Linked DNA regions of Mus musculus: all the other regions are linked to region 4. A link is a contact called in public HiChIP or PLAC-seq data. All regions are on one chromosome and are shown on one strand. The core of a region is the stretch at or near the end of the contact, and the rest is flanking DNA. Distances in the headings are between cores, read along the strand shown.

Region 1 (4,280 bases), core at 1,056-3,555, 170 kb after region 4:
ACTCCAGGCAGGGCCTGCTAAGGTAACCCATACTCGCGTCATCATATAAACTGTGCTCAGGCTTTTGCCTGAGACATGAAGAGAAACTGAGGCTCTGGTGGGCCAGGACTCCCACCTCCAGCAGGAGACCCAGGAACTTCTGAGGGGCAGCACCATCATGGCATGTAGGGCAGAACTGTGGTGGCATCCGCACTGTCCTGAATCCTGACAGTGGCCTTGTGCTTCAGGCCCAGACTACGTTTGAAATAAGAGGCACCAACAGCAAACACTTGGTGAAAGACAAGTGATACACAACATCCATGTTAAGCGAATAATTCTGCCAGGCGGTGGTGACACACACCTTTAATCCCAGCACGTGGGAGGCAGAGGCTGGCAGATTTCTGAGTTCGAGGCCAGCCTGGTCTACAGAGTGAGTTCCAGGACAGCCAGGGCTACACAGAGAAACCCTGTCTCGAAGAAAAAAAAAAAACGAAAAGAGAGAGAGAGAGAGAGAGAGAGAGAGAGAGAGAGAGAGAGAGAGAGAGAGAAAAAGAAAACTCTGCCCTGTGAATCCATTCTGGTCTTTCTTGTTTGACTTTCTTTCTTCTTCTGTTTGGGTACCTCTGTCCAGCTGCCCTGATGGGGGAAGGCAGTCGTGGCAAGTTCTAGGCAGAACCATACAAAGCCACACTTTGAGATTGCTTCTTGATGCCAGCAGTCACAAAGTGGAGGACATAGCAGTCTGATGTTGTTTTTAAAAGGCAGAAAGGATCCTGAAGCTGGTTGGGAGAGGTCAGGTCCATGTTACTGTTTGATGGGGCTACAACTCAACAGAGCCTGATGGAGCCTCTTACTGCGGCTAACGCCTCTGTTACTGGATGCAAGGAGTTCACTATGGGAATTTCCTGAAAGGAATCACTGCAGTCTGTATTAAGATCTTCTCTCCTTCTCTAACAGAGCTGGCCCAGGCTCTGGAAACAATAAAGGCTTTCAGGTCAAAGCCAGGGAAGTAGCAAATTGAGTGAGGCCAGGTGGGCCTCCCAGAGCCCTGCATTCCCTAGCTCCTATCCCGTTCTTTGTCTACCCCAAGTCTGTTCTTCAGGGCTCGCCCCTTGAGTCATAGGGGACCTGGCCCGGGAGACAGAGCCTTTTGTGTGGTACAGGACCTGCTGCTTACTTCTGTCTGAAAGAGCACATGGAAGATGGTGTGTGTGCTCTCATGGCTACTGCTCCATGTTTGGTATCAGGCTGGCTCTAGAGGTCTTCCCCTACCCTGAGAGTGTGGGTTGTAAATGGAACATGAAAAATAAAGTCGATAAAAGCCATTTACAAAAGGACTATTGCCAGACCCCAAAGAACTGGATGAACATGCCTGGCCCTGGAGCCCTGCTGTGGGGAGGACCAGCGCTACTCTGCTGTGCTGCTTCAATAATAGGCAGGGTGGAGAGAGAGTGGTGTGGTGACCCAGGTGACCCAGGGTTGCTGCCATTTACTGGAATCACGCAGGCATTGCGCCTCCCCAGGCCTTGTCCTGCTGTCATTACTTTTGCTTTGTTGTGGAAACATTTGGTTAGTTTCTAGCTCTTCTTGCAGTTCCAGAACTTTCTTAAAACTATGCTAGACACATGTAAGAGGAGCAGTGATAATTATTTTTATAATTTCAGAAAAGACGTAACAATATAGCATTACCTCTCTTTGACCTAAGGCCATTCTACAAAGTTCCCACTTCAAGAGGAACAGGCTATTGGTAACTCTTTATGTTACATGCATTCTTCTTTCTTGCCTTTTTAAAAAAATATTATTTATTTTTTGCTGGCTGAGATTACCGGGGCTTTAGACAGGGAGAAACCCAAGGTCTGGGATAGGTGAATCACCTCCTGAGATTGGGAGGCTGGCTGTGCTGTGGGAGAGGCTCTGGTGGGGGATGGGGTAGGGTGGGGAGGGCACTGTGCTCTGCGGAGACACTGTTGAGCTACAGTTGCTCTGAGCATTTGGCACAGTGAAGATGGAGGGTTGTCCACACAATGTGGTTAGCAGCCCTAATGAGCAAACACAAGGCCTTCTTTGAAAGAAGCGAGGCAATGTCCTTAGGCAGGTGGAAATCAGACCATGGGTCTGGCTGATTATAACGAGTGCTTTGGAGAGTGATGGCCCCATCCCTGGCCCTTGGCAAGCTCTGCCCCTCCCACTGAGAGGGGAGCCTGCCCTCTGCTCCTCCAGAGATACAGGCTTCCTAACCTTCCAAGTGGTACACCCTCATGATTTCCACAGCTTCTGCCTGAGCTCAACTGCCCTGGAAACTTGATAAATAGTATTTTCTGGCTTTTACAGTAAGTTGCCAATCCTAGGTATCTGATCTAGTCAATGGTTCCCGAGTAAAAGGTCTTTTCTTAGTCACAGCCTAGCTTATCAGTTTCTCCCACAAACACACATTTAATGAGACACAATCTTTGTGACTTATCTACCCAACTGTGATGACAAATCCACTATTCATATCCCTGCCCCATGTCATTTCAGTCAGCAGGCAGTAAATGGGTCCCCCAGAACCAGACCAGTTTGCACATGAATTGCTGACACATAGAGAAGGTCCTGTTTTTCTGAGGACCACAGCAAGGACCTGGTCTGTCTGTGCTGCTCTGGTATTGGTCAGGAAATGATGTCATAGCCCCGTTAGGATCTGCTTGGTGGCCTCACCCTTTCCTCACAGGACAAACTTTTATCTCGTGTCCTTCCAAACAGAAGGAGGTGGTGATGCCAAGATTCTGCACCATAGCAAGGTTCGTTGGCAGTGACACTTCATTAGTTCCTAACATGTAAGCAGGAGGAGGGAGTGGTGATCTATCCCAATCTATATTTAATTGGGAGAGGAAAAAGGGAATTCAGTGGCTTTGCCAAGAGGAGGCCGCTGGGAGTAAGCAAGCATCTGACTTCAGATCAGATGTAACACATCGATGTACCGTTGGCCTGAAGCACAGCCCGGCTCGCCTCCTGAGGAACAGGTGTCTCAGTTAGGTCTGTGGGAAGCGACTGACCTGCAGGACGATGGGCAGCTGCTCTGGGGGGCTCCTGTTTTCCACACCCATTGTGAGCCACACCTGGAATGCTGTCAGCTGCTCGGCAAAGAATGGGCTGTGCTGTGGGAAAAGCCAAAGAGTCGGTTAGGGAGGCAGGTTTCTTTCCACCGCCCTCCCTCACCCCTCAGTCCTGACAAGGCAGTGACCACAATGGACAGAGCTGGAGGGCGCAGGGCTTACGGGCTCTGTCAACAGCCTGACAGGAGACAGAGGAAATCTGAATGTGTGGCCTGTCAACCATCAGGGAGGGTGTGATAAGAGGTAGCTATGAGGGTCACTGCATCCCTGAGCCCCAGTCCTCTGCAGGAGAGCACATACGACTTGTAGGAACACGAGGCCATGTCTCCAGAACCACCATTTCTTCACTATCACTGTGAGTATTATTTTGAGAGAGAGAGAGTTTCCCTGTCTACCCACACCAGTCTGCGGTTCCTCATCTTCCTTCCTCAGCTTCCTGAGAGCTGAGATTGCAGGTGTGCACCATATTTAGCCTGTTTTTTTGTTGTTGTTGTTGGTTTTTTTTTTTGTTTGTTTGTTTGTTTGTGGTTGAGCTCTAGAGAAGGGACCCAGGACTGACTCTAACTATTAGAGGCCAAGGAGACAGGTGGAACCTTCCAAGAAAATGGTGAAGGGAATCGTTGTGAAGATAGAGCAAGATCATATGGATGTGGGGCTTTGGAAGCCAGGTCAGTGATGTACTCAGCAGTACTGGACATGAGATGAATCAAGCAAGATGAAGATTAGGACCCAGCTGTGGGTTACTTCAGAGATGGAGAGGCCATCTTAAATACTGTCTTGGATACAGCAAAGCACAGCAAGCTCGAACACACAACAGAAACCAGGAGACAGGACAGAAGAGAGAAGGTGGAGGATCCAGGCCAGACACCCTATGGAAGGAGGCAGCTCGAAAGAGGGAGACAGGGGTGGGCATGGAGTGAAAGGCTAGCATCATGAAAGACGAGGGAGAGAGCTAGGTGGGGCACTGACCATGGAGTGAGGGCACTGTGGGAAGGCTGGCGCTGCAGCAGAGCAGGGCAAAGCATGCTGCCCGGCTGTGTGAGCTGCCCGGCTGTGTGAGCTGCCCGGCTGTGTGAGCTGCCCGGCTGTGTGAGCTGCCCGGCTGTGTGAGCTGCCCGGCTGTGTGAGCTGCCCGGCTGTGTGAGCTGCCCGGCTGTGTGAGCTGGATGGGAGAATGCTGGACTTTGCCTACTGCCCTGTTTCTGAGGG
Region 2 (4,204 bases), core at 1,090-3,589, 220 kb before region 4:
AGGGAGGCTGGGTTGTGAACCCAGGACCTCTGGAAGAACAGCCAGTGCTCTTAACTGCTGAGCCATCTCTCCAGCCCAGGAGCAAATATCTTATCCTTTGAGACAGTGTCTTACTATATAGCTATGCTTGCACCTGACACTATATAGACTGCCTGGCCTTAAAGTCCAGGCTGTCTTCCTGCCCCTGGCCTCCTAAATATGGGGACAACAATCATGAGCCATTATACATGATTCTTATTTATTCACTCTTAAAAATTGTGGCTAGAGGGCTGGTGAGATGGCTCAGTGGGTAAGAGCACCCGACTGCTCTTCCGAAGGTCCGGAGTTCAAATCCCAGCAACCACATGGTGGTTCACAACCATCCCTAACGAGATCTGACTCCCTCTTCTGGAGTGTCTGAAGACAGCTACAGTGTACTTACATATAATCAATAAATATTTTTAAAAAAATTGTGGCTAGAAAGCCGGGTGGTAGTGATTCATGCCTTTAATCCCATTAGTCAGGAGCCAGAAACAGGTGGATCTCTGAGTTCGAGACCGCTCTGGTCTACAGAGTAAGTTGCAGGACACCCAGGGCTACACAGAGAAACCCTGTCTTGAAAAAACCAAAACAAAGTTGTGGCTAGGGCAGGCAAGACCAAGCAGGAAATAGAGATGTGTGTTGGCAAATCCCTGCAGAAGCACACAGGACTTAGGTGCTACCAAGCCAGATGATCTGAATTGGAGCACAGAGTTTAAGAAGAGAACAGACCCCAGCAAGTTGTTCTCTGAGCTCCACACACTCTATTACACACCCCCATAAATAAATGAGAGAAAAACTGTGGCTTTACGTATATATGTAAATAAATTTATACAATTCACATTTTAGCCATTTTAAGAGATGTGTGTGTGTGTGTGTGTGTGTGTGTGTGTGTATATTTGTTTTGGCCAGGGCAGGGCTCGAGAGACAGCTCGACAGTTAAGACGCAAGCACTTTTACCTAGTGCACCCCCTGACCAAGCTCCCCTTTTAACCTCTCTCTCTCTCTCTCTTTCTCTCTCCCTTTCCTTAATTCCTCTATCTACCCCCCCCCCAACCCCCAGTGCTAAGAATGGAATGGAACCTGAGTGTGGCTTCATTCATAGGAAGTAAGCTGCCTATCCCTGAGCTACATCCCAGATCTACATTTTTTTTTGTTTTATTTAGTTTTTAATCAAAAAGTTTGAAGAACAGGGGGTTGGAGAGGTGGCTCAGCACTTAAGAGCACTGGCTGCTCTTCCGGAAGCCCCGAGTTCAGTTCTGAGCAACCACATGGCAGGTCACAATCTGATGCCCTCTTCTGGTGTCCAGACATACGTGCAGACAAAGCATTTGTGTACATAAAATACATAAATAAACTTTAAAAAAAATTTGAGGGGGCTGCAGAGATGGCTCAGCGGTTAAGAGCACTGACTGCTCTTTCAGAGGTCCTGAATTCAAATCCCAGCAACCACATGGTGGCTCAACCATCCATAATGAGATCTGACACCCTCTTCTGGGATGTCTGAAGACAGTACTTACATATAAAAATAAATAAATAAATCTAAAAAAAAATTGAAGGACATAAAAGATTGTAAAGGACAGGAAGCATCCAGGTGTGCAGTCTCCCCCCACCCCCCACCCCCCACCCCACCCCCCAGGAATGCCTATCAGCACGATGGTATACTTGGCTTTGCTAGCGATGGTACGCAGCCCACCTGAGTGGCTCAGGATTTTGAAGATTTTTTTTCCTTTGCTTCCTTGTGTCCTGTGTTCCACATGATCCCCCTGTGGTCATCTTCTAGGTTGCCACCTCCTTCAACCCCCTCACTGCAGGCTCTGTGCTGGATTCCAGGCCAGCCGTGGTGAACCAGTCCCTGGGTGCCTTCCTTCATAACTTCTTGTATGGGTTGAGCTTGGCAGATTGCATCCTCGTGGTAAAGCTGCTGGGTGTCAACGCTGAGTCTCTGGGGTGAATGTGACTGGACAGAGGCCCTGAGAAGTCTTGCCAGCTTGTCTCATACCTACATGGGAGGACTGGGACTGGCGCTTAAAAGAAAGTGCAGGCCACTGGTCACAGCTCCCAGGAGAGCAGTCTCCTGTATACTATAGCACAGCCTTGGCTTGGCTCTTGCAAGCAGAAGTCCACACCCAGTCTTGCCCACTGAGAAGCAACGGAGCAGGGTGCCTAGACTTCAGGAATGTGTGCCTACGGTGGTGGGAAAGCTCTGTGTACTCCCTGAGTGTATTGATGGACATGCAATTAACCCGCCTGTGGTTATGTGGGCAACTGAACTGGAACGGGAAGTTAGTGTAGAAACTGGGGCCTTTCAAGTTATGACAAATTCACCAAACACACGAACCCATGAACAGGGAGAGTGGCGTGGCCTCTGTCAGAGAGCTGAGTCTGCTTCAGCCCAGCGGACAAAGCCCCTTCTAGCCTTTCTTTGAGGCCAGGGCCCAGACCCGTTCCCTGTAGAGGCAGTTCGGGTTTAGTAAGACTCTAGCAGAGAGACTCTAGTGTAGGTCTCCTGCAGACACTGGTGAGTCTTTTAGTGTCAACACTTTTTGCTATTCTTTTCGGACTCCAGATGCTAGAATAGGCTTGAAGCTGCTAAAAACCCCATCAGGAACCCGGCTGGTCCCTGACAGGAGAGTAAATTCTGGAACCCCCCAAGCTCTCCTGGTGTGGCAATACCTAGGGACTTGTGTTTGTGTGGGAAAAATGGACCTGAACTGGTTATAAGGACCCAAGCTCACTCGACTGCTATTGTCTTTTTTTTTTTTAACATTTTATTTCTTTAATGTCTGAGTGCTCTGCTGCATATACATCCACCTGCCAGAAGAGGGCAGCAGATCCCCCCTTATAGATGGTTGTGAGCCACCATGTGGTTGCTGGGAATTGAACTCAGGACCTCTGGAAGAGCAGTCAGTGCTCTTATCCACTGAGCCATCTCTCCAGCCCGACTGCTCTTGTCTTAAGTTGTATGGGAAGGAAGGTTTTATGATTGTCTGAGACCTAGGTGTCATGATAGCAGGAGAATCTCGAGTTTAGGTCCAGCCTGGGCTACACAATAAGGCAGTATCTCAAAATAAATAACTAATAAAATGGGCTAATGGGGCTGGTGAGATGGCTCAGTGGGTAAGAGCACCCGACTGCTCTTCCGAAGGTCCAGAGTTCAAATCCCAGCAACCACATGGTGGCTCACAACCATCCACAACAAGATCTGACTCCCTCGTCTGGAGTGTCTGAAGACAGCTACAGTGTACTTACATATAATAAATAAATAAATCTTTAAAAATAAAATAAAATAAAATAAAATAAAATAAAATAAAATGGGCTAATAACTACTAAAGTTGGAACCACAGCCTCCCAATAGGGGGATACGTACAGGAGATTGATTGAGGTAGGGCCTCTGCTCAGACCTCCTCTTGTCAGTAAGAATCTGAGCCTAAAAGGTCCTCCTCTTGCTTGAACCACTGACCGTTCCTGGTCTAGCACAGCTTTGAAGGGAGGCTTCAGCTGACCCCTGAGGATCTACATGAGTAGGAGAAGGTCTAACTCCAGTGCTCTCCAGCCAACTGAAGCTGTCCCTCCACAGCTGGACAGCTCTCCAAAAGGACTGAAGAAGAAATGTGATGAACAGAAGTAACCTGCTGCTATGGAGAAGCACCGAGTCCCTAAAGAGGGCTCCTACCTCTCTAGCTGGAGTAGGCCGGAGTTTTACCTTCTGAAAAGCCCCTGCTGCAGCTGCTCCCATTGCTCTTTAGGTAATGGCCTTGGTCTCTAGATTGAACCTGGATCCAAGCCCAGATGTCCCGAGAGACAGTTGCAGGCCTTGGGGGCTCATCATAAACATGGGTCCTGACTACTTTAGATTCTCTCTCTCTCTCTGGGCTACATAGTTCTAGAACAAGAAGTTTGGTGAGACATGAGCACACACACACAGACAGAAAGAGAGACAGACAGAGAGGCAGAGAGGCAGACAGAGACAGAGAGATAGAGACATACACACACAGAGAAGCAGACAGACAGACAGACACAGAGATAGACAGACAGAGAGACAGAGATAGACAGAAAAGACAGAGATGAAAAAGACAGACACAGATGGAGAAAGAGAGACAGAGACGTACACAGAGAGGCAGACAGACAGACACACAGATAGATAGAGAGACAGAGACAGACAGAGAGAAAAGACAGAGATGAA
Region 3 (4,100 bases), core at 968-3,467, 210 kb after region 4:
GGGGGTGGGGTGGGGTTAACGACTGAAATGTAGGTAAGTAATATAATGAAAAAAAAAATGAGGAAGGAGGACTAGTGCTGTGGAGTGGATGCCTGCCTGTAAGGTACACAAATACCACTTCAAGAAGATGAAGAAACACAGATTCAATTATACCGCTTTAACCATCCCAAGTCAAAGGAGCCAGAGATGAAAGACTTCTCATCTGTGGACAGATCCAACCTCAAAAGCCAGAACAGAAATGTCAGGGCTTTATCTAATTTGTGTGTGTTGACAGAAGGCAGGAAGCCATCTTTTTTTCCTCCTGTTAGAGCCATTGGCACACTGCAGAACAGGATCAATGGAAGCACTGAGGGAAAAGTAGCTAGGGGTTTTTAGTGGGAGAAATATAAAATGCTTGAACTGTCTGTGTTTAAAATTAAGAGCAGTAGCCTCTTTCAGAAGCTGCAGCAGGACACCTCTCACAAGTCAGAAGCTGCAGCAGGACGCCTCTCACAAGTCAGAAGCTGCAGCAGGACACCTCTCACAAGTCAGAAGCTGCAGCAGGACACCTCTCACAAGTCAGAAGCTGCAGCAGGACACCTCTCACAAGTCAGAAGCTGCAGCAGGACGCCTCTCACAAGTCAGAAGCTGCAGCAGGACGCCTCTCACAAGTCAGAAGCTGCAGCAGGACACCTCTCACAAGTCAGAAGCTGCAGCAGGACGCCTCTCACAAGTCAGAAGCTGCAGCAGGACACCTCTCACAAGTCAGAAGCTGCAGCAGGACACCTCTCACAAGTCAGAAGCTGCAGCAGGACGCCTCTCACAAGTCAGAAGCTGCAGCAGGACGCCTCTCACAAGTCAGAAGCTGCAGCAGGACACCTCTCACAAGTCAGAAGCTGCAGCAGGACGCCTCTCACAAGTCAGAAGCTGCAGCAGGACGCCTCTCACAAGTCAGAAGCTGCAGCAGGACGCCTCTCACAAGTCAGAAGCTGCAGCAGGACACCTCTCACAAGTCAGAAGCTGCAGCAGGACACCTCTCACAAGTCAGAAGCTGCAGCAGGACACCTCTCACAAGTCAGAAGCTGCAGCAGGACGCCTCTCACAAGTCAGAAGCTGCAGCAGGACACCTCTCACAAGTCAGAAGCTGCAGCAGGACACCTCTCACAAGTCAGAAGCTGCAGCAGGACGCCTCTCACAAGTCAGAAGCTGCAGCAGGACGCCTCTCACAAGTCAGAAGCTGCAGCAGGACACCTCTCACAAGTCAGAAGCTGCAGCAGGACGCCTCTCACAAGTCAGAAGCTGCAGCAGGACGCCTCTCACAAGTCAGAAGCTGCAGCAGGACGCCTCTCACAAGTCAGAAGCTGCAGCAGGACACCTCTCACAAGTCAGAAGCTGCAGCAGGACACCTCTCACAAGTCAGAAGCTGCAGCAGGACACCTCTCACAAGTCAGAAGCTGCAGCAGGACGCCTCTCACAAGTCAGAAGCTGCAGCAGGACGCCTCTCACAAGTCAGAAGCTGCAGCAGGACACCTCCACAAGTCAGCTCCGAACCTAGGATGACTCCATTCACAGTTTCCAAGGCATTCTGCAGAGATTTGCCCACAACTGACACTGTCGATGGTCCACACATCTGCGATACAGGCAACGGTGAGTGGCAGCTCTTAGCCAGCCCACGTTGCCAGTAAAACTAATGGTGCTCTCTCTACCAGTCTCTCTCAGCCTGGGGCTAAGCTAAGGCAGTCTGGAGCTTGTGTGTTCTCCAGTTCAGATGGCTGCCCCTTACAATGGGGTCCCCAGGACACTTTTAAACTGCATGTCCATAGAGACACTGTGTTTAGTACAACATCATGACACAACTGAGAGAGAAGGATAAAAACCGTTATGAGTGGGTAGGCTTGGAGGACAGAGTCAGCGGTGGGATAGGGGGCAGAAAAGTAAAAGACACAGGAACAGGAAGACACCAAGATACTATACAGACAGTATGTAGATGGATAAGGGGCTCCAACTGCCTAGCCATGTTCTCTGTCTCAAGAAAGAAAGCTCAGCTCAGGCAGTAGGGGAAAGTTAGCTATAGAGTAAGTTGCCACAGCCAGTGTTCTGTGGTTCACAGAGCAAAGCAAATGAAGCTGAGGGTCACACTTCCCTGACAGTGGGGACAGCCCCTTTACAGCACTAAGGACCTGGAATGGTTGAATGTGGTCAAATGGGTGACTAGGCTCTGAACTATATCCTTCTGCTGGCCTTCAGAGAGCTCTGCTCGGTACCCTCAAGGCATATCCTTGGAGTCAGCACAGACACACACTGCTCCAAAGGTGTCTTTGCCCAAATCAAGCTCTCCTGCTGGTTAAGCATGACCAACAGGAGACACATTTTGGGTGAATTTAATGTGAGCCACAGTCCTCATTATTTTTTCTTCTCATCCATAATGGATTTATTGACTGGGATGTCTGGAGTCCAGTAATGACAGAATCATTTGTAATGGACTAATTCTCTTGCCAATAGCAATAATAAACTCCAGACAAAAATATTAAAAATGATCACTTGGTAATTCCAAAAAGCAAACAGACGAGAAACTGGAAGGCCTACAACCTGTTGGGCTACACATTCAAACAACATATGGGGCCTGTAGCTGAAGTCTCCCTGGGGTGGAGATCAGAGATCAGCACTGAAGGCTGCCAGGAAATTGCAAGAAATAACCTTAGACTGCAGGGAGCCAAACCTTCCTCTCACGCTGGCTGACTCACCAACTACAGGCAGGATGTGACTCTGAGGATCCCTGTGGCAACGTGAGGCTGAAACTATTAATTGGAGAATGCAGTGTCTCTTGCGCCAAGAAAGCAGAGCAAGGCCCCATAAAGCCCAGGGCTCTCAGTGGGCTCCAGAGGGGTGCTGCCTTAGTCACACAAACCCTATTCCAGGATCAAGAGTGACTCTGGAGCAAGGAACAAAGCCAATGAGGTCAAGTCCCACAACCGAGCTTACCCATCACGCCGCCCACCCATCCCAAGTGAGTGGCCTCTGCAGTGCTTTGCATTGGTTCTTCCAGAATGAATGGCACAGTGTTAGAAGCCAGAGGAAATACCGAAACAGACTCTGGAAGTGAGAGACACTTTACGGTTATAAAAAACGAATTTGCCTACTGACTGTGAGATTAGCATTTTTAGAATAGTGAAAAGGCACAGTTCTCATAGACATGGAATTAAAGGACGGCCATTGGGCAACTCTAATGAGGCTATGGGTCACTAGAAGCATGCTTAAGTCAGCACTGAACCCACAAAGTTCCTTCACCAACAGTATCAGTTCTCCAGAAATAATAGCTGCCTCACCTGGCACACCTTTTTCCTTCTACACTGGGTGAGGGTGTTTCCGGACAATGAAGGCAAAGGACTAGGCAGACACTGAAGAAACGAAACGCCTCAGCGCTAGGCACAATGGCCTAGGAGTCGGAGGCAGGCAGATCTCTGTGAGTTACAGGCCAGCCCATTTTGCATAACAAATTCCAGGACAGCCAGGGCTATGCAGAAACACTGCCTTAAAACAAACAAACAAACAAACAAATAACAAAAAACAAAGACTCAAATAACCCATTACAACTGGCCAGGTACAGTGGCTCACACCTGTAAACCAGAGCCTTAGGAGCCCAGACAGAAGGGTCATTGCAAGCTCCAGGCCTGTATGGGTTACACAGCAAAAGCCTGTAGAAAATATTAAACAAAATAAACACAAAGTGAAAGCCTATGGAAAATATTAGATAAAACGAAATAACCAAATAGTTGAAAGCTGCTCCCTGCTCTCTGTGTGCTGGTTGTTGCCCTGTCTCAGGTGAGGGTTTATTTCTTAGCATGAAATAAGAGGCATGCCTGTTCTACAAATGGAGGACACCTGTAAGTGAGGAACACAGAGTGAAGCTCCTGACTGCCATCTGGGAGGTTGAGGCAGGGAGATTGTAAGCCAAGAATTCAAAGCCAGCTTGGACAGCATAGCAAGGTCAGTTTCAACAACAACTAAATCATACAAAGACAAAATGAACAAACAAACAAACAAAATCATCATCAACATCATCATCAACAACAACAAAAACCCAAACAGGAAGCTTTCAGAACCACCACTTTCAAAGAAAT
Region 4 (4,304 bases), core at 604-3,103:
AAGTGCTTTATCCACTGAGCCATCCCCCAGTCCCCATACAAATCTATCTTTGAGCCTCCATGTAGGCAGGCTAGCTTTGAACTATAAGTCTTAGTTATGCCCTGAGCATGAGGTAATCTTCCTGTCTCTGCCTGTTATGCTGGCATTACAAGCGTGTGCCATCAATCCCAGCATTCCTTGGACTTCTTCCTGAGAAGGGGAAGGAAAGGTACCAGTGGCAGGCCATCCCTTCCAGGCTTCAGCTCCATGAAGCATAGAAATGTCAGCGTAAGAGGGGGGGGGGCTCCTGCAGTACGCTCCCATGCCCTGGCTCTACTGAGGCTCCTGTCACCTACAGTTTCTTTTGCCTCAGAGTCGTAGCTCCAGCAGCTATAGAATGGTCTCAAGAGATACTGACTGAGGAGACCCAGGGAAGCCTGCTGCTGGAGAGAGAGCATGGGCACCCACCACTGAGGATGTGGAGAGCGGAACAGGTGAGCAAGCCTTAGATTGTTTCATGAATATCATATGCAGGTGAAGAGAGGCCTTCATCAAAGACATATGGATCACTATCCCTGGGATAGCATGTGCCTGGTGAGGGGTCTTCACCATAGAGCATGAACTGAAAAATGACCTATCCCTCGCCTTTTCATCTGGGTTATCTGGGTTTCACCTGGGCATCCAATCTGGGTGGCCTTGGGAGCCCCCTCAATCCTCAAGATACTCTGGGCTCAAGAGAGATATGTGGTCAAATGATTCCATAGGATTCTGAGAGCACTGCTTTCCCCAAGCCCCATCTAAAGACGCAATCCCTTTGAAGCCCCTGAGGTCACAGGTACTTCTCTGGCCACCAACAGCGGTCTTGTCCCAACTACTCTTGAGCTTCCTGGGGGAAACATAACCTACCCAGGAAGGTTCTTGTCAAAAAGCCCAGGACCAGTGCAACCTCCAGACCTGACTATCTATTCTGAATGTGCCAAGACAGAGGGGTAGGGGAATTCAGAGAGTCCAGGGATGTCAACTTCACAGGGACCAGGGAGAAGGTGGTATCAGGTGACATTTGGCAGTTGACATTTAGTGGGGATAGTCACAAACTGTAAAGATAAAGGGATTTTGGGGATGGGTGGATGTGCTGACACATACCATGAAGACAGACGTTCCAACTGGAAGTGTATAGCTCAGTGGTAGGCGCCTGCATAGCACAGGAGATGCCCTGGGCTCCACCTCAGCCTGGCACAGAGGTGTGTGCTGCACACCAGCATTCCCAGCACTCCTGAGGGTCTCCTCAGCGATATAGAGAATGAGGCTCACCTAGAATCCCTGAGATCTTGCCATTTTAAAACCAACCAACCTAAGAGAATGCTCCTGCCTCTGTGTTTGTTTCTGTTTGTCACTGCTGAATCCTTATCCACCTGCCTAGAGAACCCACATCCTAGGGACCCCCATACTTGGCTGGGGTGGTCCGTGGCAGTGACTTGTATCAGTTATATGTAGTTTACAATTTGAAAGAAAGCCTCAATCAATAGATAGAAGCCATCCACACCAACAGAAACCACTGGACAGAGCTATGCTATAAGAATGTGTGTGGAACTTGGTTTCATAGCTAAACCTTACTATGATAATCAAACTGCCCAAGTGTCAAGGAAGGGTCTATTTACACCCAGGTATACGCAGACGCCTCTCTAGTGCATCTCTTGCGCCCACCCCTCTTAGGCTGAACTCCCACCAGCCTGGAGCAGCTGTTGCAGAAGCGCTTCCTAAGGCGACTGTCTTCCAGCAGGGGGCAGGCCTGAGCTGCCAGGGTGCTCACAGCTGACTCACAGCCACCTCGGCGGAGCTCTGACTCAGCGTGGGTGGGCGGCTGAGCTGTGGGCGGCAGAGGGGGTTGGAGCAGGCTGTTCCCTTAGCATCTCCCCACACAAGGCTCAGCTGGAGGGACAGAAGAGGGGGAAGCCCAGCTGGGTGGGGGCTGGTCTCCACCGAGGCTATCGGTGCCAACTCTGCCTACCAGCCAGCACCAATCTCTCCAAGGTCAAGGCCTGCCATACTCACACCCTTGCCACCAAACCTACACAGATTGCTGCTTCTGCCCTGCAGCCCCACACTAAACTCCTGCCCTCCCCACTGACAGGACCAGTCTGAGAAGGCCTGAGAATAGGTCTTGGTCCTCTCAAGCGGCAGCAGGGCCCAGCCATAAGGTCTGCCAGGTGGGACTCAAGACAGTTATTGTAACAAGAGAAGTCAAAATAGCAGGTGAGAGTGGTGTTCCAGCCTGACAGTGGGTTCTGCTGCTGTGATGGGGGGGGGCGGGGGGGGCGCGTTCCCTCCTCCCTCTCTGATCCTCTTCTCTCTTCTCTCTCCTCCACAGCGTCAAGTACTTTTCCTTCGGTTATGCAACATGCGCCTACCAGGGCTTCCTGCTCCCTGAACCTCCCCTGCACTCCAGGGTCCTCTGGGAAGTAGGGGGTGGGGCACGAGTCTTGTTGCCCCCACAGGAGCTGTGCTGGGAGGACTCCAGGGAGTCTTGGAGGAGGCTCAGCCTGGGTGTGAGCTCCTTCCCAAGCTTTAGAGAAGAGTGGTGGGATGAGACCAGACATACTCTGGGTCAGGAAGGAGTGGGCTATTCTCCAGGAGAGGAGCACACCTGCCAGTCACCATATAGGGCTTAGCACTGGCCTCTTGGATCCCACTCATTCCATCCCAGGCATCAACTGTCTGGTGCTGGGGCTCTCTGGTCTTCAGGGCTGAACTAGGCTGTGAGTAGAGTTCCTCCTATGACTCCTGTTCCTCTGGCACAGGGATGGACACACGGACACACACACACACACACACACACACACGTACACACACACACGTACGTCTCAGCTTGGTGGCCAGCTAAGGAACAGTCAAGGTTCTGAAGGCTAGGGTGGACCCTTGCGCCACTGCCCTTTCCAGAGACTTCTCAAGGACAACAACAGGCAAAAGGGCTCAGCAGCAGAGTCTTACAAGCAGAGCCGAGGTGCTGTGACAGGAGAGAGAAGGTGCCAGTGATAATCTGCATCATTTCGTTATCTTGGGACTTCAGAAAAGAGGCACCACTTGGAACGGTCACCTAGGACATCAGCATAAACCAGGCCACAAGGCCCCCTGGGTCTCCTTGCCCTGAGAACAGCACCTTCCAAACTGAGGCCTGAAGCCAGCCCACCAGCAGCAGTTTCTGGGTTTGTAGGCTGCGCACTACCTTTACAGAGGCTTTCAGCTCCCTGGGGTACAGGGCACCGGTGTGGGGCCCGGCCTCATTAGCAGGGTCTGACAGCCTGAGTTAGGAGAGCATGGCGTCTTATTTTTAAGATTTCCATTTACTTATGCACCCCCAGGAATAAGTGTAACCTCACAGGTCACACTTCTGCACCTAGGGGTGGTCCATGAAAAGGGGAGGGGACAGAGCATCAGAGCAGTGCACTTAGAAGGACTTTAAAATCCCCAGCTTGAGGGGGGTGCAGCTAGAGCCCTGGACCACATACCAGCCTGGGATGGCATCACCAGCTTCAGCCTGACCTGGGAGAAGGTCCTAAGGCAGCAGGCAGCAGCACAGCGAAGCCTGCCATTGACATGTGGCTGCCACTTCTGTCTAGGAATAACAACCGACTTCCCTGACCTCCTTTTCCAGGCCACCGGCTCCTCTCAGACAGCCCACAATTTTGCCAGGAAGATCCTGGAAATCTGGACCAAGTGAAGTGTCAACATGCAAGGGAGACAGCAGAGGACAGGGGATGGGTGGTGTGAGCCTGCAGGGGTCTAGTCTCCTCATCACTGGAGTGAGCCGAGCACTCCAGTGTGATGCGACGGCTACACTTTCCGGAGAGCAGAGTAGAAAACACGACCCGGGCCTGCACTGCCAGTACCTTGGCATCGGGCCATTTAAAATGGCATAAAGCCTGTCCCCCAGTGGCCAGGTTCCTGCTGTCCCCACCCACCCCACATTGCCTCACAGCTCCTTGCTTAGCTGGGTGCTATGGAAACAGCACTATAGAAACGCCCAACTGAAAGCATTTAAGACCCACAGAAACAACGCTCCCACTTAGTCACCCAGCACAACAGCCCTGTAATCTGAGAAGACAGAAGTGATTGGAAAGTGTGTCTCCTCTGCTCCAGAGCCAGCCGGTGACTCAGAGCAGGAAAGGATGTTCCAGAAAAATCCACTGACCACTGAGGCGCCCCCATAACTGTCAAACCCCTGGGCTGCCCAAGGTCCCCTCCAGCTTATGAATGAGTTCATGAGGCTTGGTCCCACTGTTAGCACTTGGGTAATGACTCCTTCCCAAGGAGGGAGACAACTCAGA
Region 5 (4,326 bases), core at 66-2,565, 190 kb after region 4:
TTTGCTATTTATAAGGTGGAACAGATTAATAATTCCCATTATAGTCACCTAGTTGATGGTATTGTCAGTAAGAACAACTCAAAGACAAAGACTCAGGAACAGAGGGGAGCAGGGCCAGGCTACCTACCTAACACAGCTACACTGAGTAAGCTCGTTCTTGTTAAGAATTCCATTTGGTTTAGAAACAAAAATATGTCCTTATATTCAAGGTGGTTTAGTGATAGGAGAGAAAAGGGTGTGTGGGAGAGGGGGTAAACGACACATGACATTTACATCAGGTTTATTTCCAAAGGCTGGCATGCTATCACACAGCCTAGTGCTGAGCATGTATGGGGACCATTACGTACCTTACTACTAAAGAGAAAGCAAGGCCCAGGGAGGAACTCGGCATGGGGTGTTGGGGACTGGCTTGCCCTTCCACTGAGCATGGGGTTGTCCTTACTGCTCTTTACCGTGGAGACCACCACATGGAGGTGTGCGTGTATGGGGCTGGTGCCTTGTGCACTGGGCAGTGTTTTGGGGAGAGGTACAGGGCCTCTAAGAACCAGAGCCTGAGCATGGTCTGCCTCCAGACCTAGACTGTTAACAGGAAGAGCCCACATGCCTGGAGTCAAGTGAAGTCACCACAGATCACCTTGTTTTCTCAGGGACAGTCTCTGGGAATGTGAACCAAAGCTGTCTTCTCGGCAGTGAGAAGTGGGCTGGCAAGATTCTCTACCCTAGCCTCGGTCCCCGACAGCCACTGTGAGCAGAGCATGTGTTGTCTGGGTTAGGATCCCACAGCAACCTGAACCCCCCACCCCCAACCACCAATTTCCCCCGAGATTGTCATGAGGACATAGGCAAAGAATCTGCCCAGTTGCTGCAGACAGATCAGTCATGTTGACTGACTGAGTACCTGTCTAGTGGGCGAGCAGTGATGTGGCTGCTGGCTCGTCTGCAGACAGGTCCTTTTTGGGATGACGAAGGTAGAAGTGAGCCTACTCCTCACTTTGGAGCTGTGGCTTCTGTGCCTGGGAAACTGGGAGCCTATCTTGGATCATCACAGGCTACAGTAGGACCCAGAGGGATCCAACCTGAGACCTCACCCCATTCAGGAAGCTTCTCTAGGCCCTACAAAGTCCACTGACAAGCACAGGGGCTCTTTTAAAATTTAACTCCTCAGTGCTAACCAAGGACAAACTTAATGTGGAAAATGATCACAGGATTGAAAGATGAGAAGCCAAATTCTAGTCCCAGCTGTGCTGTGGCTGGGCAACTTCTGCATCCTGTGTCTCGGCTCTGAGTCACAAAAACTAACCTTATGTGTGACACACACGGGACTAAAATAAAACAGGTCACACTTGCACAGCAGATGCCGTGGCAGCCAGATACCTCCTTGGCAGGGGCATGCCGCCTCCTCAGCTCTCCCTCCCTCCTTCCCCTCCCGCTGTTGCTGTCGGCACGAGGGCTTATTCCCATCTTGTTCCCATCTTCCCACAGACACTGCTCCCTGCAGCTCTCTGTTTCCTGCCAGGGCTCATCTTCCTTGACTTCAACACCCAGGCTATCGCTGCTGACTACCAACTGCCACAGAGTGACCACTTTTAAATGTCTCCACTGCTGTGCACATGATAACTTCAGGGTGGGGCAACTTCTGGAATGGCCATCTGGCATCATCTTGGGCCATACTCTCTTCATCCCGAGCGCACCCCCCCCCCCGCCCCCCCGGCCCTTGTCATGACCTCTGCAGTCATTCAGCAAGACTGTCCATTTCCCTTCTTCACCTAGTTGACAGACAGGCCTTGTTACAACAGTGGTCATCCAAACCTCAGTGAGAAGACATTTCTTGTTCTATGCATTCATTCCTATGAGCAACACACCAATCTGTGTCTCACTAGCATAGCCTTCCCCACCTAATCCTCACATGGGGCTGCACAAAGCTAGCCTGTACAAAAACCTATTGTTCAGCTGGGTACTGACACTCAGACCAGTTGTGACAGGCTGACTACTGACTGGAGACTACGGCCATGTGTGCCACTGCACACGGGCCACCTCCCAGGAAGGTATTCTCTTCATTCTCACAAAGTGGGGCTGGAGGCCTTGGGGGAAAGTGGAGAACAACTGGACACATTTGGCCTACCATCTGCCTCACAAGGTACTGAGGACTAGGAATAACTGGACCAGGGCTGCAGGAGGTAGGCTTACAGCAAGCTGATGATGCCCAAGTCTTGTTGACCCACATGAACCAGAGCTCCTCCTGTGCTTGCTCTCTCCTTCACAGCTAGAAAACCACAGGGCAGCCAACAGCAAAGCAAGTTTCCCCACTGCTCAGACTTGAGTGTCTCCACTTAGAATCTCTAAGGACTGCTAGGCATCTGTAGCAAGATGAGCAGGAGAAGAGCAGGCTGAGCATGTCCCAGCTAGACCTGGGCACACGACACAGGGGGGAACATCCAGGCCTCTGAGGCACAGAATAAAGACTTCTGAAAACAGAAGATTCCCTTCTGGGCCTCGAAACCATTACTAACCGAGCAAGCTGAGGGCTGAGTGTGTTTGACCTGTTACCACTCTCCATCCATTCTTCTCCTGGCTGGCCCAGAGTCACATCACAGTGCTGGAGACGTCAGAGCTGGCCTCTGTCTGTCTGCTTATGCTGCCCACGCTCCTTCGTGGGTCAGAGACTCTGGCTCCCCTGGGGCCAGGTCCCACTCAGTGTAGCAGGATCTCCATCTATTCTGTGTAGCTCAAGATGCCCTGGGCCTGACAGCTTAGTGAAGCTCCTGCATAACCTTCAAATCTTTAACAACATTCACCTCTGAGGAGCTCAGGCATTCCTCGAAGCCCTTGCTTGTGTTCTTTTTATTACTTATTCACCATTGCTCCTCTATGCTAATCTCCTCTGTAACTAGATAATAAATTCCTATGGGCAATGGCTTTCGTTCCTCGATATGTATCAATCTTCTTATAGTTTTTGGCAGAGTGCTGAGCACACTGCATAATCTCAGCAGCCCACAAACCTGAGTCACAGAACTTCTACTTGAAAACAGCGGCAACTCCCACTCATTGCTAAGACTCCCCATCGCCCAGTGGATAGAATCCTAACTCTTTATGGCAGCTGGCAGCTGTGCACGGGGACAGGAAAGGAGTCAGTTTAAACGCTATTCTTCAGCTGTGTCCTCAGGGTCTTTCTCAGCTCTTGAAGTGAGCAAGGTGGAAGAAAGGGAACCTGGCCATCCCAAGAGTGCTGCAGTGACTAGGCAAGACAGAAAAAGATTCTAGCTTGCCTGTGTGTCCACCTGTGATAATTAGCTGTAGCTGTCAACTTGCCATACACAGATTCACCGGAGTTGTACTGAGGAATTAACTGCCCAGATCTGGTTGGCCCGTGAATGAGGTTGAAAGGTGACTGTCTTATCCTAAAAGTGGGTGGCACCATTCCCTGAATTTGGGTCCTGGGTGTTTCCAGTTCCTGCGGTGTCCTGACTTTCCTGCCATGATGAATTCTAAACTGGAGCTGTGAGCTAAACTAAATCTTTTCTCCCCTTGGTTGCTTTATCATAGCAACAGAAAAAGACCGCAGGACAACCAAGCAGTATGGGTGCTAACTCAAAGGTTAGTCTTCCCCAAATTATTCCCTTACCCACATGCACTTTCACATTTCAGTACATTCTCTGTGCTGTAACAACAGTGTCTTGGCTGGCCTCAGGCTTGGCACAATGCACTATGCTCATGTGCCCATGTGTGCTTGGTTGGTCAATGCTAGAATCACTACTGAGGGATCACAATGCTCTGTGTGCACAAAACAAACCTCCAGCTTCCAGGAAAATGGCACTGTCATATCAGAGACATGCTTTTCCCACAAAGTAAGGACATAAGAAGACAGTCATAACATGATATAAGTCCTACTATCTAAAATCCACTATGAACCCTGGCGCACATCCCTTGGCTGGCTCAGTGTGCACAGCAGCAAACGATGTGTAACGCACTGAGACCCCGTGGAAGGGCAGGCTGCATGCTTGTCATAAATGCCCACAGATATAGAAAACAGTTTGAAGGATCCACCAGTCCTAACTGAGTATCTTGGCAGGGCAGAAATTACAGGTGTTTTTAAAAATCCTTTTTGCTTATCTGTGTTTAGTGATATACTGCTAAAAACACAGTCCTTACATAACAAAGGAAAAAAATCCATTTTTTTTTCCATAAAAGAGAGGCAGTTTCTAAAAAGGGAAGGCCTTTAAAAGCTACACATTGTGCACCTGTGTAAACGGACTAAGTCAGTCAGGGTGTGGTGGATCGCCACTTCTCAAATGACCACAATGAGGTGACTGTGGAGAGCGCTGTGGA
Region 6 (4,061 bases), core at 1,099-3,598, 130 kb before region 4:
CTTTGGGCCTGCCTTTCAGTGTGAGGCTGTGCTGTTAGCCGATGCTTTGCCTTGCGAAGCGCCCACCCCCTATGTGTGGAGATCCTGTCCCTAACTGGTTTCACAGCCGCTTACGCTGCTCTGCTCAGGTTGGCTTTCCCACTCTTCGGCTTGGTTTGTTTTGTGTTTGGTGTGACTGTGTGGCTGTGATGATTAATATTGTTTGTCAACAGGATCTAGAGTCATGTAGGAGACAACCCTCTGGACGTGGCTGCCTGGGCTTGAGTGATATGGGAGGAGCCACTCTAACTACCGTCCCAGGGCCTGAGGTCCGGGCCAACCAGAGAGGAATGAGTGGCAGAGCACCAGGGTTCATCTCTACTTGCTGACCACTCATGCAGTGTGACCAGCCACCCCACGCTCCCGCACCACCCCACGTCCCCGCCACTGCCGTGTCTTTTCTGAGCTGAAGCTGCTTTTGTCTGGTGCTTTGTTACAGCAACAAGAAGAGCGATAAACGAACGTCTCTGTTCTTTCTCCTGCTAATACTCTGGTGTGCGGGTCATGTGTAAGGGGTGTGGCACTCTACCTGCTACCTGCAGAGTCAAGTTCTTGACTGGTACACCCACTGACTTAGGCTAAACTTTCCATTTGTCTTTTATGTTTTTAAGACAGGGTTTTCCTGTGTAGCCCAGGTCTAGAGGTAGTCCAGGTTGGCCTTGAACGCAGAGATTCACCTGTCTCTGCCTCCCAAGTGCTGAGATTAAAGATGTGTGCCACCACTGCTTGGCTTTGTTTTTTTGTTGTTTTTTTTGTTTTTTTGTTTTTTTGGTTTTTTTTTATGAAACAGAATTTCACCATGTAACCTTGACTGTCTTGTAACTCACTATGTAGGCCAGGCAGCCTCTGCCTCCTGATTGCTGGGATTAAAGGCAGTTCCATCCACCCCAGGCTATTACTTATTGACATGGGGTTGGGGTTGGAGTGTGTGTGTGCGTGCAGGGTGTGTGTGTGTGTGTGTGTGTGTGTAAACTCAGATAGTCGTGTTTATACAGCAAGCATTTTATGAACTGAGCTGCCTCACAGCCCTCAGCATCATTATTGCTTCTGTTATGGACGGTTTCTCACGACCCCAGGCCTACACAGCTCTTTGACTTTACAGTGGTGTGAAGTTCACTCAGTAGATGCCGTACATGGACATTCGACCTTCTCAAGTCAGTGCTGTGGAAGCTCTTGTGGCACTGGGCGGCAATGACAAGCTGTAACTCCCTTCTAGCCCACTCTCAGAAGTCAGTGACACTTGACACTAGGGATGGCAGCTGGGGTGGTGATGGGCACGTCCTTAATTTCAGAGCTCAGGAGGCAGGGGCTACTAGATCTCTGAGTTCGAGGCCAGCCTGGTCTTCAGAGTAAATTCCAGGACAGCCAGGGTTACACAGAGAAACTCTGTCTTAGAAGAAAAAGAAAAGACGAGAGATGGCATGTTGGTTAGTGCTAATCTTCTGCTTGACAGCACCTCTGATCACCTGAGAGACAAGCCTCCAGGCACTAGATGGTGGGCTAGATTGTGAGGGGTTATCTTCATTCCCAATCAAATGAGATACTCATTCTAGTAGTGAGCCAGGACCATCTCTGGTTGGGGCATCATGGACCCTAGAAGTGAGCTGAGCAAGGGTCTCCCTCTCCTTCCTGCCCAGGATACAGCTGAGCAGCTGCCGACGGCTCTTGCTCCCGTGCCTTTCTTGTTATGGGGAGCTGTACCCTGAAACTATGAGCCAAAGTAAACCCCTCCTCCCCTAGGTGCTGCTGTCAGGGTGTTCATCACAGCAACAGAGAGGAGACTGAGGCCATTGTTTCCAACTTTAGGTAGTTTCAAGTTACGTTGGGTTTATCAAGGTATAACCCCATTGTAAATCTAGGAGCAGCTGCCCTCAGTTCTGACTGATGTTCCATTTTTGCTCCTTAGTGTTCTGTGGTTTAGTCCTGTCTCCTGGCATGCTTAGTACTTTTCAGTCATGTTTAGGAAACGACAGAGGTTCTGAGCGGTGTGACCCCACCCCCACCCCCACCTCCGGTGTGCCTTGTGAGGTCATGGGCAGAGGCTGTAGCTAGCTGGGATAAACTTGGGTTCAGTGTGCCCTTGGTCCTCGGATCTCATGTTGCCGATTCTCGCTGCCTTTCATCTTGGCATCATCACTCTCATCTTGGCAGCTGCTGTGCTCCCTCTGTGCTCTGCTCTCCCCTGGCTCGTACTTGAGGAAAGCGGCACACGCCGGCATCATGCTTGCATGGGCTTTTGTGCTCTCCCTCAGGCTGTGGCCGCTGGAGCCTATGCTCCAGTTCTCAGTGCCCAGCCTGGTGAGTCACTCTGGAGTCTAGACTGTGGCCTTTCCCTGAGTGCTTACCTTGCTCCCTGGAGTTGTTGCCCGTGTCGCCAGCCGGGTGACCTCAGTGTTCTCACCTAGTGCTGTAGGTATATGGGGAAAACGTGCAATACCAGCTTTCCGCAGGACTTGATGTGGCAGCTTGGCAGTGAGGTTAACTCATTGCCTGTTGGGTGGCATATGAGCTTACTAGTTTGTCAGATCCTACTGTTTAACCTCGGCTGTGTGGGGGAGGGTAGGATGGGAGGGGATTCTAGTTAGAGAGACTTTCTTGGGGCTGGAGAGTTGGCCCAGCAGTTAAGAGAATCAGTGGCTTTTGAAGGAGACCTGCTTCTGCATGGTAGTTCATAGCCATCTATAACCTCTGACCTCAGGGGGCGTGAGGCAGGCATGTGGTGCACACTTGTGAAGGCAAAGCCCTCATACACATAACATTTATAAATGTAAAATTTAAAGGAAGAAAGATTTTCTTGGGCTGGGGATTTAACTCAACGTGTAAGAGTATTTCCTTATCTTCCCGAGAACCTGAGTCGGGTTCTCAGCACCCACATGGTGGCTCACAGAGTAGATGCCTGGTTGCTCACTTAGTTGGCCTACAGTCTGCTGCTGGTCTCTCCCCTCTGTTCTCTCACCACCACAACGCCATGGCACCTGCTGCATTTGCTTGCCTGGCCTTTGAGACAGGGTCTTGTGTAGCCCAGGCTGGCCTCAAACCTTCCACATAGCCAAAGATGTCCTTGAGCTTCAGCTGGGCCTGCCTCTGTCTCTCAGGTGTCAGGTAGTGCTAGAGATCTGACCTAAGGCTTCACGTGTAGCGCACCAGGTGTCTACCAATTGAGCCATGACCTGGTCTAACCTTTCCTTCCCGAGGCTCGTGAATGTTTGAACTCCTCTCTGACTGAGGTAGGAAGATACTGCAGTTCTGCCGTGAGTCCTCTGTGCTGCTGTCCTCAGCCAGGTGGTCATTTGGGCTGACTGGGGCACGTGGTAGCTTCCATACTGTGAAAAACATTCTCTGGAAGTGTGGCCAGGTCTGAGAGGCAGGAACCAGGCCCTGTCCCAGCTGCTCCTGCAGAAGGAAGGGACAAGCTGAGCCAGCTCCTCCGGTCAATTGAACGTTTGGCTCAGTGCGGTGTTTGCTCTCTGCTCGGGGGCCTCACAAAGAGCCAGAAAAGGCTGGTGGGCAGCTAGTGCGAGGATGCGAGGGTGCGTGAAGGAAGGGTGATGAGAAAGCATGACAGTGGCCCAGTGAACGGCAACAAAAACCTAGCTTCACCCAGCAGTTGCTTTCTGTCTCTAACCCTTAGTGAGGCTGGCTGGCCTTGTGGGTTGCTGTTTGAGGATCTCCTGCTATGAAACCAGCAGGGGGCACTGCAGTCCCAGGGACGCTTGCAAGAGTAGTGGATTCTTCCAGGAAAAAAGGCTCTGCTGGCCCCACTTTGGAATCAGCTGATCTTGGGCAAGTGTGAGTGGCACACACCTGCGCACATAGCAATGAGCTCTCAGCAGGTCAGTGCCTGTCTTGTAGTCTGCTAGAGTGAGGTGCCTGAGGCAGGGGGACCCGCTTACCCACACGGCACCGTTGGTACTGTTGGTATCAGAATCAAGGTGCTCTACTGAGCCTGGCCTTGGGTATATGTTCTGTCTCTAGAACTCGTGTATGGACCGTTTTGTCCAGGACAGAAAGGTGTGTTCTCT

The links. HiChIP or PLAC-seq counts read pairs in DNA pulled down with a chosen protein or histone mark.
Region 1: a contact with region 4 is called in a FOXA1 HiChIP or PLAC-seq map of pancreatic cancer cells. The contact joins two enhancer-like sites. A contact is called at or near these places in 2 of 115 datasets of contacts at active chromatin or transcription factors (microglia and pancreatic cancer cells) and 3 of 9 other capture datasets (adipose tissue, liver and pancreatic islet).
Region 2: a contact with region 4 is called in an HNF4G HiChIP or PLAC-seq map of pancreatic cancer cells. The contact joins two enhancer-like sites. A contact is called at or near these places in 2 of 484 Hi-C or Micro-C datasets (both in embryonic stem cells) and 2 of 115 datasets of contacts at active chromatin or transcription factors (embryonic stem cells and pancreatic cancer cells).
Region 3: a contact with region 4 is called in a FOXA1 HiChIP or PLAC-seq map of pancreatic cancer cells. The contact joins two enhancer-like sites. A contact is called at or near these places in 3 of 484 Hi-C or Micro-C datasets (CD8 T cells, colorectal tumor organoids and embryonic stem cells) and 1 of 115 datasets of contacts at active chromatin or transcription factors (pancreatic cancer cells).
Region 5: a FOXA1 HiChIP or PLAC-seq map of pancreatic cancer cells shows a contact between it and region 4. The contact joins two enhancer-like sites. A contact is called at or near these places in 2 of 484 Hi-C or Micro-C datasets (cerebral cortex and colorectal tumor organoids) and 1 of 115 datasets of contacts at active chromatin or transcription factors (pancreatic cancer cells).
Region 6: a contact with region 4 is called in a FOXA1 HiChIP or PLAC-seq map of pancreatic cancer cells. The contact joins two enhancer-like sites. A contact is called at or near these places in 2 of 484 Hi-C or Micro-C datasets (B-cell progenitors and bone marrow-derived macrophages), 1 of 115 datasets of contacts at active chromatin or transcription factors (pancreatic cancer cells) and 1 of 9 other capture datasets (adipose tissue).

What each region holds. Positions count from the first base shown.
Region 1 is chr11:119,815,911-119,820,190 of GRCm38.p6, reverse strand. It overlaps Rptor (regulatory associated protein of MTOR, complex 1), which reads right to left. Exons shown (of 34, transcript NM_028898.3): 11 at 3,012-3,113. Among named protein-coding and RNA genes, the nearest start is that of Rptoros, 16 kb to the left of the region's middle. Within about 2 kb of position 2,305, at least 44 of the 459 cell types and tissues checked have an H3K27ac peak or open chromatin away from gene starts, as enhancers often do. A contact at or near this core is called in pancreatic cancer cells, where this site is marked.
Region 2 is chr11:120,207,681-120,211,884 of GRCm38.p6, reverse strand. No RefSeq gene overlaps it. Among named protein-coding and RNA genes, the nearest start is that of 2810410L24Rik, 20 kb to the right of the region's middle. Within about 2 kb of position 2,339, at least 37 of the 459 cell types and tissues checked have an H3K27ac peak or open chromatin away from gene starts, as enhancers often do. A contact at or near this core is called in pancreatic cancer cells, where this site is marked.
Region 3 is chr11:119,776,083-119,780,182 of GRCm38.p6, reverse strand. The region is part of intron 6 of Rptor (regulatory associated protein of MTOR, complex 1); the gene reads right to left. Among named protein-coding and RNA genes, the nearest start is that of Rptoros, 56 kb to the left of the region's middle. Within about 2 kb of position 2,217, at least 62 of the 459 cell types and tissues checked have an H3K27ac peak or open chromatin away from gene starts, as enhancers often do. A contact at or near this core is called in CD8 T cells and pancreatic cancer cells, where this site is marked.
Region 4 is chr11:119,988,985-119,993,288 of GRCm38.p6, reverse strand. The region is part of intron 6 of Baiap2 (brain-specific angiogenesis inhibitor 1-associated protein 2); the gene reads right to left. Among named protein-coding and RNA genes, the nearest start is that of Mir3065, 24 kb to the left of the region's middle. Within about 2 kb of position 1,853, at least 154 of the 459 cell types and tissues checked have an H3K27ac peak or open chromatin away from gene starts, as enhancers often do. A contact at or near this core is called in CD8 T cells, cerebral cortex and pancreatic cancer cells, where this site is marked.
Region 5 is chr11:119,793,595-119,797,920 of GRCm38.p6, reverse strand. The region is part of intron 7 of Rptor (regulatory associated protein of MTOR, complex 1); the gene reads right to left. Among named protein-coding and RNA genes, the nearest start is that of Rptoros, 39 kb to the left of the region's middle. Within about 2 kb of position 1,315, at least 79 of the 459 cell types and tissues checked have an H3K27ac peak or open chromatin away from gene starts, as enhancers often do. A contact at or near this core is called in cerebral cortex and pancreatic cancer cells, where this site is marked.
Region 6 is chr11:120,120,543-120,124,603 of GRCm38.p6, reverse strand. The region is part of intron 10 of Slc38a10 (solute carrier family 38, member 10); the gene reads left to right. Among named protein-coding and RNA genes, the nearest start is that of Ndufaf8, 24 kb to the right of the region's middle. Within about 2 kb of position 2,348, at least 20 of the 459 cell types and tissues checked have an H3K27ac peak or open chromatin away from gene starts, as enhancers often do. A contact at or near this core is called in pancreatic cancer cells, where this site is marked.